Linked DNA regions of Mus musculus: region 1 is linked to region 2. A link is a contact called in public promoter capture Hi-C data. All regions are on one chromosome and are shown on one strand. The core of a region is the stretch at or near the end of the contact, and the rest is flanking DNA. Distances in the headings are between cores, read along the strand shown.

The links. Promoter capture Hi-C pulls out the DNA fragments that hold promoters and counts their contacts.
Region 1: a contact with region 2 is called in a promoter capture Hi-C map of liver. The contact joins the promoter of Nppc here to the enhancer-like site in region 2. A contact is called at or near these places in 18 of 39 promoter capture datasets (the C10 cell line, the HPC-7 cell line, the SN4741 cell line and 12 more), 1 of 15 datasets of contacts at CTCF or cohesin (the NIH/3T3 cell line), 36 of 484 Hi-C or Micro-C datasets (the G1E-ER4 cell line, the N1E-115 cell line, adipose-derived mesenchymal stem cells and 24 more), 22 of 115 datasets of contacts at active chromatin or transcription factors (VIP interneurons, craniofacial prominence, differentiating embryonic stem cells and 15 more) and 4 of 9 other capture datasets (adipose tissue, embryonic stem cells, liver and 1 more).

The regions. Positions count from the first base shown.
Region 1 is chr1:86,665,717-86,672,745 of GRCm38.p6, reverse strand. Nppc (natriuretic peptide type C) reads left to right here and starts at 2,173. Exons shown (of 3, transcript NM_010933.5): 1 at 2,173-2,397; 2 at 2,792-3,102; 3 at 5,948-6,453. The coding sequence starts at 2,308. The coding sequence ends at 3,082.
Region 2 is chr1:87,025,639-87,032,604 of GRCm38.p6, reverse strand. All of the region lies in intron 14 of Dis3l2 (DIS3 like 3'-5' exoribonuclease 2), which reads right to left. Among named protein-coding and RNA genes, the nearest start is that of Gm28375, 38 kb to the left of the region's middle. Within about 2 kb of position 3,669, at least 32 of the 459 cell types and tissues checked have an H3K27ac peak or open chromatin away from gene starts, as enhancers often do. A contact at or near this core is called in bone marrow-derived macrophages, granulosa cells, heart atrium and 3 more, where this site is marked.

The DNA of each region.
Region 1 (7,029 bases), core at 924-3,423, 360 kb after region 2:
ACCATAGATGACTACACTCAGAGATCAGAAGCTGTAGGTCATCAGAAGATTCCCCTGCAGGACCAACTTGATGGCTTAATGTGCGAAGGGGCTTGCCACCAAGAAGCCCAAGTTCCTCCCTGGGATTTACATGATGGAAGAGAACTGACTCCTGCAAGCTGTCCTCTGACATCCACACACACACCAAAATACATCACAGTACACACATGCCTGCACCACACACACACACACACACACACACACACGAATGCACGCGCACACACACACACACACACAAATAAATAAATAGATAGATAGATAGATAGATAGATAGATAAATTTTTCCTTGAAGAGATGTCGATTGTAGTACAGATGTAGTCATCCCCCACAAGACCATGGGTATCATCAGTTTTACAAAGCCTCAAACCTCCTGAAGAAGACCTAGTTACCAGCCCATTACCAAGACAGGATAAAAGAAAACCATCTGTAGTCCTTTAGAAAGTAGCTATCAAGACTGAACAGTCCCAACTTATCCTTAATAAGGGGCCTTATAAGACACTGCTGCGGTCTCAAAGCTTGGATGGTACTCTCCTGCCCCTTAGGCGAAAGACACTCCATGAAGCAGCTGAAGGCCTCACCCTCATCTCCTTTCTCCTCTCTCTCTCCCTCTCAAGCACAACACGGTTGTCGTTTCGTATGTAGTAACACAGAAAGGCCATGGAGGGAGGAGCTGAATGGAGATGAGCCACCAACCTTCCAGAACTGACAAAGGACTTGAAACTGATGTCTAGATCTTTCTTTGGGCAATATGCTGACTCAAATCAAACCTCACCTGTGAGTCATTTCCCAAACGAAAGGCTGGAAGGAGCTTGTGGTCCTCATTTGGAGTCTTTGGGTTGCATGCTAGGAAAGGACGAGGAAGTAGACGGCACACTCAGTACACTCTTGCTTCCTCTGTATCCTCCAGAAGCATTGGGTCCTCTAGACCCATGTCCATCCCAGCAGTCTTCCCACTACCCTCTCTTCCCACTTCCCTTTCTCTGTAAGAAGCTAACTGGCTCCTGCTTCTCGTCCTCTCTCCCAGGCTCTTTGCTCCATGAGACCACAGGGACCCTGCCAACATTCATTTCCCTCGCTCAAGCCTGCATCCTGCTCAGGAGAAGGGACACAAACTCTTGCACATCACTCCATTCTTGAAACTACAAGTTCTCTCGTGGCTCTAAATTGCAGAGCTCCCTAGAGTCCGATGGACCAAGATTCCAGGTCAAGGCGAGGAATTGTGTGCAGCAGAAATAAGTGGCCCGGTCCCTATAGCCAGAAGGCAACTACAACCCCAAACTCAATGGCGATGGCCTATTGAGGCTTGGAGCTGGTTAAAACCCAGTACTGCCCATAGTTTCTTAGGGTATTCAGGACACTAAAGTGGACATCTCCACCTTCAGGAAGGGCCAGTACATCACTGAAGGAAAGCTACCTGCCTCCTAACCTCCCAACACACACACACACACACACACACACACACACACACACACACACACACACAAACTCCTGGCTCACACTCGTGGGTTGATGACATCCTCTCACTCGTGGGTATCCGAGACTTACAAGTCTCCTTTGCAGCTACAACATTCAAGCTCTCCCTCCACTTCCCACTGGGATCTACTAACCCCATCCTCTGCCGCCCCCATGTTTGAGCGTGTAGACATGGTCAGCCCTTCCACCCTGGCTAGCGCGTGGCAGCATTTGTGAAGAGTTTGGAAACAGAGCGATCTGTGTAGATTTTGGGCCGCACCAACTTTCAACCTGTGTAACTTTGCATAAAGGACATTTCTTCTAAGCCTTTGCACCTGCAGAAGGAGTACAGACACGTATCAGGAGCAGCAGATACACAGCGCAGGGACGCCTAGAAGCCTGAGTACTAGGGCGAAGCGCATTCTACAAATGGAGTTCTTTTCTGCGCGCCGCTTTGTGGCTTTGAGCGCAGCGAGCCGAGCCGCCGGCTCCTTCGGAGGTGGGATGTGGGTTGGAGCAGAAGAGGGAGCCCCCGTGGCCCCCTCCCGGCCCCCTCCCGGCCCCCTCCGGGCCGTCGATTCGGCCGCGTGCGCTGTGCCATTGGCCCTGGAGGCCCGGTGGGCGGGAAGATGACATCAGCGGCAGGTTGGATTATAAAGGCTCCAGCGGAGCCACGGACTCAGAGCGCACCCAGCCGGCGCCGCACAGCAGTAGGACCTGTGCTCGCTTGGCAATCCTGCTCCGCATCCGCCTATCCGACTGCTCACCGGCAGTCCCGGCTGCAGACCGTCTGCACACCTCGGTCCCATCGGCACCATGCACCTCTCCCAGCTGATCGCCTGCGCCCTGCTGCTCGCGCTACTCTCGCTCCGGCCCTCTGAAGCCAAGCCCGGGACACCACCGAAGGTGGGTGCTGTCGCGGGGACGCTGGGCTTGTGAGGGGCGTGGAAAGATGTGGTGCGCAGGAGGGAGCAGAGAACCCGGAAAGGCAGACCCCCTCGGACTTGCTCCCTCAAAGCGGGGACTTCTCGGGTTCATTTCCCAGCCTCGGGAGAATGTCGACACATGCACACCTCCCGTGCCCCAATGTGCCCAGCATGACCTGCGGCACGGGAAGAGCAATGGGCTCCCCGGAGGAGCAGGCAAGAAGGCTGCGTGGCAGGTGGATGCTGGACTCAGCTGTCCCGCATCGGTGGAGGCACGCTCATGGCTGAGAAGGGCCACGCCACTCTGGGCCCCGTAAAAGTCATCTATGCTACATCGGTGCACTCTTTCACCTGTCCACTCTTTTCTCCGACAGGTCCCGAGAACCCCGCCAGGGGAGGAGCTGGCGGATTCCCAGGCAGCTGGTGGCAATCAGAAAAAGGGTGACAAGACTCCAGGCAGCGGGGGAGCCAATCTCAAGGGAGACCGATCGCGACTGCTCCGGGACCTGCGTGTGGACACCAAGTCCCGGGCTGCTTGGGCCCGCCTTCTGCACGAGCACCCCAACGCGCGCAAATACAAAGGCGGCAACAAGAAGGGCTTGTCCAAAGGCTGCTTTGGCCTCAAGCTGGACCGGATCGGCTCCATGAGCGGTCTGGGATGTTAGTGCAGCTACCCCTGGCGGCGGTAAGTAACACCATCGGACGCTCCCCGCTCGCCTAGCTCTGCACCCAAGAGAGCCAAGCTCTTATCACTGTCCTTCGCAGACTGTTTGGTTTCCTCCCTGATCCCTATGTTCTGTGACCTTCCCCCAACCAATTTAGGCATGGGATCAAGTGTACCCAGACATTTGCCTGCCACCTCACATATCCCATTTTACAGATTTAAAAAACAACAACAACAAAAAAGTGAACACGGGCCAGGTCAGAGACCAGGTTCAGCCTTAGAGTACTCCATCTGGCTTCCTCTAGAAAAATAGAGACAGGCTTATGCAGTCCCAGCCTCCAAACCCACCACTGACCACTGGCCAGCTAGCCAACTGGAAACTTGTTAGAGAGATCCTGGAAAGAGGGAGAGAAAGATGTACCACCAGCCCTGTGCCAGCAGCCAAGCAGTCAAGTGCTAGGATGCCTTTCTGGGGCTGTTGTCCCTCAGGTGAGGCAGGCATGCAGATATGCCTGCCCCCTCCTAGTAGAGAGAACCTCTGTGGCAGCAGCAGGGCACTCTTCTGCCTGGGGCATTCTGAATCTTAGCCCTGCTCTCAACTCAACTGTGGGCAAACTGGTCTATCCAGGGTCCTGATGCTGCTGCCCTGGGGCTTCCGAGATGAACCTTAGGCTGGTGACCCTGTTTCAAGAGAGAGGCAAAGGAACAAGCTAAAGCTTATTTCGTGACCTAACCTCAAACTCAGTGTGTCCACAGTGAGTTCTTTACCAGCCTTGTGGTGCTCTGAACTATTTCTGGCCTCCTTCCCCTCCATGGAGACGGGAAGCCTCCATCTTCCCAGCATCCTCATAAGCTGCTGGGTCCTTCCTGACTTCCTTCTGCTCTCTATCCCTGATGATGTGATGAGACACACTTTACTTAGATAAGTGCTTGACAGTCAGGCTTCTGCTGTTCCTTGGCTTTGCCTCTTGCTCTAGCCCACCCCAGTGGTGAGGAGGCTGCTCTCCCCAACCCAGGAAGATTGACCAGTGGCCATTCTTTTCCCAGTAAGGAGTAGGAACACCTCCCCCATCACATGACAGGAGCCTTTTTTTTTTTAAAGGCATGAGAGACCTTTGCAGAAGTGCAGTGCTCTGTGTACTTGTGTCCCCATATTAATTCATGAGTAACTTAAGTGACAGACCTTCAGGAGCCCACATCATACCCAGAAGGGATCTTGGAAATATTGGCCACTGACGAGAGAAACACATACCCCCAGTTCAGGAGCTCTGCCAAGTGCCCTGGCTCTAGATCTCGGATGGCCCTCTCCTCTCTGCACTGAGTCTTGAACAGGCTGCGTGCTTCACCCCAGTTCCACAGAGGTGTTAGGTCTCTGCTCTACTCAGGGAGAGCGGTGATTCTAGTACTTATGGGCGGGTCTTTTGCTATGTTCCATATGAATACCTAAGAGATGGAGTCTGAGGACTTGAATTTTCAGTTTGCGATGTATGTGCCAAGAAAGGACTTTAGAGTCTAAACCAACGTTACTTAACCTCCGGTTAAATGCCTGGAATGTGCTTCTCTGAAGGTGCTTTAGGCATCTGTGGGCACAGGGTAGTGAGAATGTTGAGGAAAAATCAAGACAATTAAGGCTTCTACACCCTACCCCTCCACTTTGACCAGTGGAGATCATCAGCCTCCTGGAAGTTCTCTTGGCATAAAGGCAAAGCCTCAGCCTCCTCTATGCCAGCCCCAGTGAGAGGATAGATCGTCCTTCCAACCTGAAGTCTCCCAGTGGAGCTGGCCAGCGGAGAGCACCCATTTGGTCTTATGGAAGAGTGCAAGGCTCATCCTTCATGCTGATGAAAACTCCCGAGGCTCTGCCCCTTTCTCCACGCAGAGGTTGACTTTGGCTCTAGGCATCGTCATAATGACTGCCGCTGATGGTTATAGGTTTTGATTATACAACTGGCAGAGACTCGGGTGTGGCCAAGACCTCAATGGACATTTTGCCTCTGGCCCTAGGAACACCACCTGTGAAACAGCCAGAGAATCGAGTTAGGGAGAATTGCCCAGACCATCAGAGCCAGGCCCCTCGTGAGTGCAGTCCTTTAGGAGGGCCCTGCATGTCTGCCAGTTTTTTGAACATGGAGAACTCATGCAGCCACCACTAGTAGGGACTGAGTACAGCGGTCATCAGCTTACTCTCATCCTTCAAACCCTCCAACGCAGCAAAGCTGTACATTTGCCCCAGGCTGGTGGCAGACACTGCCAGCTGCTGCAGAAGGGGACATTGAAGCCACCAATTTCTAAGACAAAGGTAGCTAGGAGAGGAAGTGTTCTTTGCTGCTTAGAAGTTGTGACCCAGACAGGGCAGATGCTTAATATGTGGCCTTTTGTTAAATCCCAGTGCTGGCTCTGGGAGGTGGCTATTATCCATTTTATAGGTGAGCTCAAAGCTACTTGGGGCCATCCAGGAAGTCAAATCAGATCGACGATTTGAGTCCAGAATAGGACACACTTCCCCCTGAGTTATTCTCTTCTCTGTCCCTATGTAGCCAAGCAGACATGAAACCAGATGAAACTGACTGCCCTGGGGGGTTGTGTTGTAGCAAAAATGAGCTGGAAAGGGGCCGCTATTCTCAGCCATTGCCGAGAGCAAGGCCTGTAGTTAAATCTTAGGGGAGGGGCTCAGGTCTGGCAGATGCTATGGTTTCACCTGTGCTGGTCCAGCCAGTGCCGATCAAGGACCTGTAGATCGAAGGCACACAGGCTTTGCCTAGTGCTACTGTAAGAAAGGGGGGAAAGTTCTACAACTACCCTGTGGGATGGGCTTTTTCAGTGAAGAGACCGGAACTGAGTGTCCTGTGTTCACTTTGTGTTTCAGGATTGGGAACTGCTCTGTGCACTGAGGCCATCCCTGGTCATCAGCCTCCAGCATCTGGAAACACCTCCAACGCAATGTGGCTTTTACATTTCTTTTTTTTTTTTTCCTCCTGGTACTGGCAATACACAACACCAGCTGTTTTATTATTATTTGGGGAGGGGAGGGTATGATTTTATTGTTTGGGGTTTTTTTTGAAAATGAAAAATAAAAAGTTATATATTATATATATATTATATACATGAGACACACACTCCCACACCGACTTGATGACAAGGGACAGTTTTTAAAGTGACTGACAAAACCAGCTAGCTGTAAAACATTGCTGTTTGTAAATTCACGTCATGCATAAATGTATTTATGTTGTAAAGCTATTTATATTGTTTATAAAGAGATATTTATAAAAATTTTATTTATGTAACTAAATGAAAGAAGCCAACCATTGTAATGTTTTTGTCCTAACTAGTTGAAAAAAATGTTAAAAAAAAAAAGCCATTCCATGAACATCTTGAAAATTGTCTTTATTTATTCATTGCTTTTCATTTCAAAAATTAGCCTGAGCAGAGGCAGAAGACAAGGCATTTGCCTCCAAATAGATCTGTCAGTCAGGTTTGCAACTCTGAATTGCTCTGTGTCAGCATCCCTTAGGGCGCCCCATCCACCCCTCACTCTACTGAAGTTGGTCTCTCAGGACCGGGCTGGCCGTGTGGACTGCTGCAGGTGACTGCCAGATCTCCTCCAATGACTGGGAGGCTGACAATGTCAAGAGCTGAACCGGTGTTGGTTTAGCTCCTTTAAGGGTCTCCAGTTCCATCCCATCTTCTCTCTGCTATGAGAAGGAACAACTGCTCCAAATTTGCCCTCTGTCTTGAAGGTGATGTGTCTGTATGCCTCATGATATTTTCAAGTTACCGTACACAAGGTTCTTTTATAGGCTTCTTTTCAAAGCCTTGGGTGGGCAGCTCCCTCTCACCCCATAAGCACTGCAGTGCCCAGATGGTACCTCGGGCCACACACCTCTGAGAAGGAACAGGAATGGCCAGATTTCTTGTGTGCACCGTGGGGAGCACTTTGTGGGGGACCCG
Region 2 (6,966 bases), core at 2,420-4,919:
CGAGTTCTGGGCTTCCCCTGCACGTGCCTGGACTGCACCAGACACACACACAGGCCGTTTGCCCTTTCCACCTGGCAGCACCCAGGCACCTGCCTTGTCCTCTCCATGTCAAAATACAGGCTCCTACCTGACACCTGCTCACAGGGCACTTGCCTGTCCAATGAGGCCCCAGCTGAGAGAAGCAGTGCATGTACTTTCCTTCCCAGGCTGGGCATCCTGGGAGCCTGGCTCCTAACTCCTTTGTCACCCCTATGGTGTGAACATGAAATGCCGCCCCCCCCACCCCCCCGAGGTTCATGAGTTAAAGGCCTGGTCCCTTGCTGATGACACTGTTTTGGAGGATGGCAGAGTATTTAGGAGGAAGGGGCACTTCAGGGCCTGAGTTCTGGGAATTCTTGGGGTCTATACCTTGTTCCTGGCCCCTTCCTCTTGCCATTTGCTGCTTTCTGGCCACAGCTGGGTGACCTGTGCTGCTCCCACCTCGTGTTTCCACCACACCGCTCATCTGATCATGAGCTGATTGAGCCCAAGGACATTTCTCCCATCATGCCCCACCCTAAGTATTTGTTATAAATATTGCTTTCCATGCCTGTCTCCCTCAGTGGGTTCTCTGGACCTTTATTGTTTCCATGCACTGCACAGTGCTTGGCTCTAGCTAGACAAGCAAAGGCATGAGGTTTACATTGATCTTACAATACACACAATGACTGGTCTTCTAATTTGTGAGATGCATGGTAGAATTTCCCAGGGTTCTTCTTGCAATCTGGGCCATTTGTGGAACATTTCTCTAGGTTTAGCAGTGGGGACACAACTGTCTGGTATGTAACAGTCCGCATATAGGCTCTTGCCTATATGACTTCTGCATCTCTCTGGCTGTGGATATTGCTACTGGGATCTGAACAGCACTGGCTTGGCTCCCATGGTGAGCTTGCCTGAACAGGAAGGGACTGCAAAAATGATGGTGGTAGGTGTGGAGTGGGCATCCTTATGTGAATGGAACCTTTATTTCCCAAGAGCCCAATGGCAATAGTGGTTTTCTGGTCTTGGTAACTCAATGGGCACAGGAATGGGGCTCCAAACACCACAGGGTCTGTGGAATCTCAGGTTATTCCAGGAAGGTGTAGATGTTTCATCAGTTCTTATCTTAGGGGCCAACACACTGCTAAGTATTCCATAAATATGATTAGCATACAGGCTGTTAACCTCTTATCTGAAATGCTGAGACCAAAAGTGCTTCAGATTTCATTTTCAGATTTGTGAATATTTGCATAGGCTCTGGAATACAAACATAAAATCTCAAATGCTCTAAAATCTAAAACTTGGAAGTTCATAAGGTATTTGGTTTAGAGTTCAGATGGGGAATTCTTAACCTCCACCATGAGAACCATCTAGAGTAAGTGAAGGAGACGGGCGCCTGGTGCTTTAGAAGAAACGGAGGCATCATGCTAAGATTAAGGATGCAGGGGAAGCAATCCATGCTTGCGAGGAGAGGCGTGCACCCGGTGTCTGCTGAGCATCCGCAGTGTGCTAGCTCTGCTGGAGGGACTGTTCAGAACTTCATCAGTGCTACAAACTCCTCAGCAGCCCCTGGCTGGGTCCCAGGTCTGCTCTAAGTACTGGGAACCAGAATCTACAGAAAATCTGCAAAGCCTCTTAATATGCACTCTCTACCTCACAGTCAAAAGCATTCACATTCCACTGAGTTGCACAGGCAGAGGCAAGACCCGCCTCTTGAAGTACTCAGCAGGGGACTGGTAGTTCTGAGACTGAGGGTTGTTAAAAATTGGGAGTCAAGTTTGATGACATCAGCACTGGAAAATTCACTGAGAAAGTCAGAGGGAGTGAAAAGGGCATTCTGTTTCATGAGCAGAACAGTGATGAATGGCATTCCTTACACAAAACATGGTGACCACCTGACTAGTCTGGTTATACTAAAGGATAGAGGACACATATTTAGCATAAAGTGGTGGGCAACCTGCTAGGCTCCAGGGAAGGAGGCACTTCATGATGGGATTTGGCGGGAGGGAGGAGGAGTGGGATGGGATGGGGTGGGATGGGGGAAATGAGGTGCAGTTGGGTGGTATAGGATGGGATGGGGTAGGAAAATGCATCTAATAGTTGAGTCAGTTTAGCTTAGTTGGCAGATGTAGAACACAAACATACAGAATCTCAGAGAGGGGAAGATGGTGCAGAACTAGGAGGTGTCCTCAAAGGCAGCTGTGGGAAACATGTCATGTCTGCATGAACAGGCACTTTGCTGTATGGTGCACCCAGGGTAGTCTTGGCTCAGAACTATAACCTTCTCTCACCTGGGATGAGAATTCTAACATTTGCCTCTCTCCCTATGGTTCTATGTCCCCACAAGGCCTAGTGTTCACAGTTACCACATAGAAGGTGGTGAGGTGACAACTGCTCTGATAGTCATCAGGGCAGAGACAAAGACACACAGGGCAAGGCTTCAGTAAAGTCAAGGGAAAACCCTGTGACTCTGCGGTCACTCACTGTAGGGAAAATGGCTGTGTAGAGTGTAGGAGACTCAGTAGAAAACATTTTCAGCTGGGCATGGCACAGCAGTCATGTAATCTTACTTGGAGACTAAGACAGGAGGATCCCAAGGTCAAGGATAACTAGGCCAGCTTGGGAAATTTAGAAAAGCTTTGTCTCAAAATAAGGAATTAAAAATAGCTAAGGATACAGCTCGTGGAGCACTTGCCTGCTATGTATGAACTTTTAGGTTCAATCTCCATACTGTAAAAACACCCACACACTTTTTACATAACATAAATATTTTGAACAATCCTCAGTTATTAAAACCTTAGTTTTGTCTAGCTGATGTCATTAAGAGGATATATACATTAACGGGCAAAGGTTATGACCTCTCCCAGTGAAAACTACAAGACAATTGTATTTCTCGAATTCTAAACAGCTCTAACGAAGCTAGGTCACACACCCAGGAGAAGGTGGTCACAGTGTCTTATGTGAAGAAATAAGGAACAAGAAGGACATAGATGGAGATGTCTCAGCTTTGGAGACAAAAGCCCCGGTCGGTGAGTGGAGCACTTCCCCCAAGGGAGGCATGACTACAGAATCAGAGAGCTCTAGACAGCCTTCAGGGACATGATGGTGATAGCACAGTCTCCACATTCAGGGCTAAGCCAGATCTGCCTCCTTGAGAACAGCCCCCACTCAATGTGGTGCCGTCCCAGCTAGTCAGCCTCTGGCTTCCTCACCTTGGATCCTGGCCCAACACTGCTTAAGGTGGGTCACTTGAGGATGCCCAGTGAGGTGGAGCTACAAGTCAATGGGATGATTTGCTGGTTGGCTTTGCAAAGTCATGTCTAAGTGGGGCATTTCCTTCCACTTAACTCAGCGGGCACAGCTGGAGTCAATCTGTGAGATCCCTTTTCAGTTGGGTACCCACCACAGGAAGGCCTATCCTCAGAATAGTTAACATGTCCTCTTCCTCTTAAATAAGCCAGGCAGCAGCTAAGTGATTTATAGCCATCAATAGCCTTTGTCTGTCATCAAGCATGGCAATTCCTTTAGGCTCTGGAGGCTTCCTGCCCAACCACCAAGAAAAAGCCACAATGCCTCAGAGTATATGGGAGCAGCAGTGACGACAGATTAGAAACACTTCCCTCTGGGGAGCACAGCCAAGAGCTGAGTGAGCCAAGCATGTTCTGGTTACCTGCCAAGTAGCTGCTGGAGGTGACGGCCATGGGCACCTTTCTCCAGGCTCAACCTGAAGTCCTGTGGCCTGCTTCCTGGAGGGCTAACCTGTGAGTGTCACAAGCCTCTGATGCCTGGGGTGGGTGATTAGAGCAGACACACTTGACACTCTCACTTTGTGAATGTGCCTAGTGTCTGGTCCAGCATACTGGTAGAGAGAGGCTGTGGCTCACTGTCTACTGGACAGCAATGTGTGGCCTATTCATTCAATGGGGTACAGGCCCAAAGATCACAGCTTCTCTAGGATTTCTTGAAGTCTTAGAGAGGAACAAGCCACCTTGGGTTTGAAGGCTACCGGATGACTATGTGCTTGTAGAGGTTGGTTCTGGAGCACCTCTGGGTTACAGATGTGTGTCTGTATAGGCGCCAGAGATGTGTGCCTGGCACAGGTACCCAGAGAAGGCAAAGGAAGCAACTTGGTCAGGCCAGGAAATTGAGAGAACAGTATAGCTGTGTATACCACTATAGATTCAGAGACAGTAAAGATGCTGATTACCATTAACCCCTTCCCCACGTGGTGAGAGCATGTCACCATGTGCTACAAAGCATTTTGGCAATGGATATCAGAGAAAGGAAGATATCATATGGGGCAGATGAGAGCACCATAGGGCATTGGAGGAAGGGCCTACTGGAGAAAGGAGCAAATGTCAAACATACTGGTGTGGTTTGTTAACAGTTCTCCTCTAGGGAGACCTTTGTAATCTTGGGGGTTGCATCCTCAGTATTCAATCACAGAACTCCAAAACATTAAATGTTCTGGGCTCTGGGGGCTTACAGATTTCTGAATCCATGCATAACTGCAGAATCACCAGTTTCTTTAGCATGTTCATTTGGTATATGCATTAAGAATTTCCTTACTATCTCTTGTAATGATTAAGTGGGGTCCAGAATTCAACTCTCCTGATTGGTTTCCCTGAGAGGTATGACACCACACAGGGAATGAGTGGAAAGGGCTGAAGAGTCATCCATAAAGTTAGGTCCCTAAAAGACACTTTTGATTAAAAAAAAAAGAAAAGAAAAGAAGAGAAAAGAAGAGAAAAGAAAAGAAAAGAAAAAAAGAACAGTTCATTGATGATTCTATCTGTGGCTATCCCAAATCTGGAGAACTCTGGTCACTGATTCTAGAAGCTCAATTCCTTAGTCATAATCTTAGAGCAAAGTGACAATCAACAGAATCAAAGCTTTAGGGATTCCCTGGCTGGCCAGAGACCAGGAACCAGAAAGTGGTGCTGTTAACTTCTATTCCTCCAGGAAAGAACTGCAGTGCCTTAGGCGTTGCTTTGTTCTCTAGTCATTACTGTCTGACTCTAGGCTGATATGTGCAATATATACAGTCAACAAAGGATTCATATCCTGAATAGGCAGAAAAACACAATGAGGAGAAAAACTGGAAAATCAGGCAGAAAGTTAGAAAAGGCCTGAACTCTTGCTACTTGCTAAATACAATTGTGTAGGATGAACAGTTTTACTCCTAGGTCTACACTGAAGCAGAATATATGCATGTGCACACAAAAGCATAAACAAATTTATCTGTAATAACTTGACCGCAGAAACAATCAGAACGCTGATTAGATTAATGCAGAATAGATGATCAGGTTTTGCTTTTGAGACAAGGGTTTGAGTAGCTCAAGATGGCTTCAATTTCATGATGTAGCCAAGGGTGACCTTAAACTCTTGATCCACTTCTTAAATGCTGGAACTACATTATACCCAGCTCTAAAAGCCTTTCATAGCTTGGTTGCCTACCAGAACATGATGATAAGACCCTATTGCTTACCCACACATGCCCATCACAGGACATGGAGAAATCAAGTTGGTACTAAGAAGCTTCCTCCCTGCTGTTTAACCTTCACCATACTCAAAGATACTCTGCAGGCTGCTGTGGGGAAAATCTTCAATAATATTCAATAGTCCTCAATAGTGTGGATATCAGAGAAAGGAAGCTGTGAGCCCCGTGAGCTGCAGTAGTGACCAGGGTGGTAAGCTATGCCCATGGTGCAGTAGTGCCACAAATGTTATGAGGTAGCCAGTCACTTACTGGCTGAACTTAAGCCCATTCCACCGGAGGCAGCACATATCTGGTTCTGTAAATTTGGCCAATGTTATTATTTTGCTAAAAGGACACAGCCTAACTGCCCTCTAAATCTGTGCCTTTGTATCCGTAAGTTAGTACAGCTCTTAGAGCTCATCGGGAAACTTCTTGTGTGCAGTGGACGGTGATCGCTGGAGTGCCCAGCCACAAGTGGGGCATACATATCAAGCCCACCTCTAAAGCTCAGGTACTATCTTAGAGAGAGTTGGAGGTCAGGGAACCCAGAATTCAAGGGGTGAAGCAGGATCTTGGGCATGACAGGGACATGCACGCACGGTCTCACAGCAGCCATCTCACCTGCATAAGACCTGCACAAGATCAAGCCTAGGCAGTACTCTGTCATGGACTGGGGCAGAGTTTATGAGCCTTCACCCTTAGCTGAGGACCTATGAACAGTTGAGAGCTTCTGGGATAGAAATGAAATCAGTTGTATTTAGGGGTGTAGCTCTTGGTAAGTCAATTTGCACCCAGAAGTATATGGACAGAACAAATTAGAGTCAATACATTATGAAAGAGGAGGAGGAGGAGGAGGAAGGAAGGGAATGAGGAGGAGGGGGAAGAGGAGGTGGAGGGGGAGGGGGGGAGGGGGGAGAAAACAATGATGACAAGAAGATGGGGGAAGTAGGGAGGTGGGGAAGTTAGAAAGAGGAACTGGGGGTGAATATGATCAAAATATAGTATATGAAATTCTCAATGAACTGATATAAGTATTTTCTTAAAAATTTCCTGTAGTTTCTCAAAATATTTTATTTTATCGCTCTGTTAGAGACCCAACTTGGGGCCTTGTGCATGCCAGGCAAGTGCTCTATCACTGTCCTATATCTTCAGCTTTTCAAAGGAAAATTCTGTAGCAATGAAAACAAAGGGACACAATCATATACAACAATGGATTCTCCCAAATGTAACACTCAGAGAAAAACTAAGACTTGTGGAATGGTTCCATTTTTTTGGAGATGTGAAGAAGGTTCTGAATGGGGGATGGATGGAGTATGTGTGTGTTTAGGGGGCTCTAATAGTCTATTTCCTGACCTGAGTGTGTTTGGGTTCATTTTCTTTTTCTTTTTTTCTTTTTGAAAGAGTATCTCGGGCTGGTGAGATGGCTCAGTGGGTAAGAGCACCCGACTGCTCTTCCGAAGGTCCGGAGT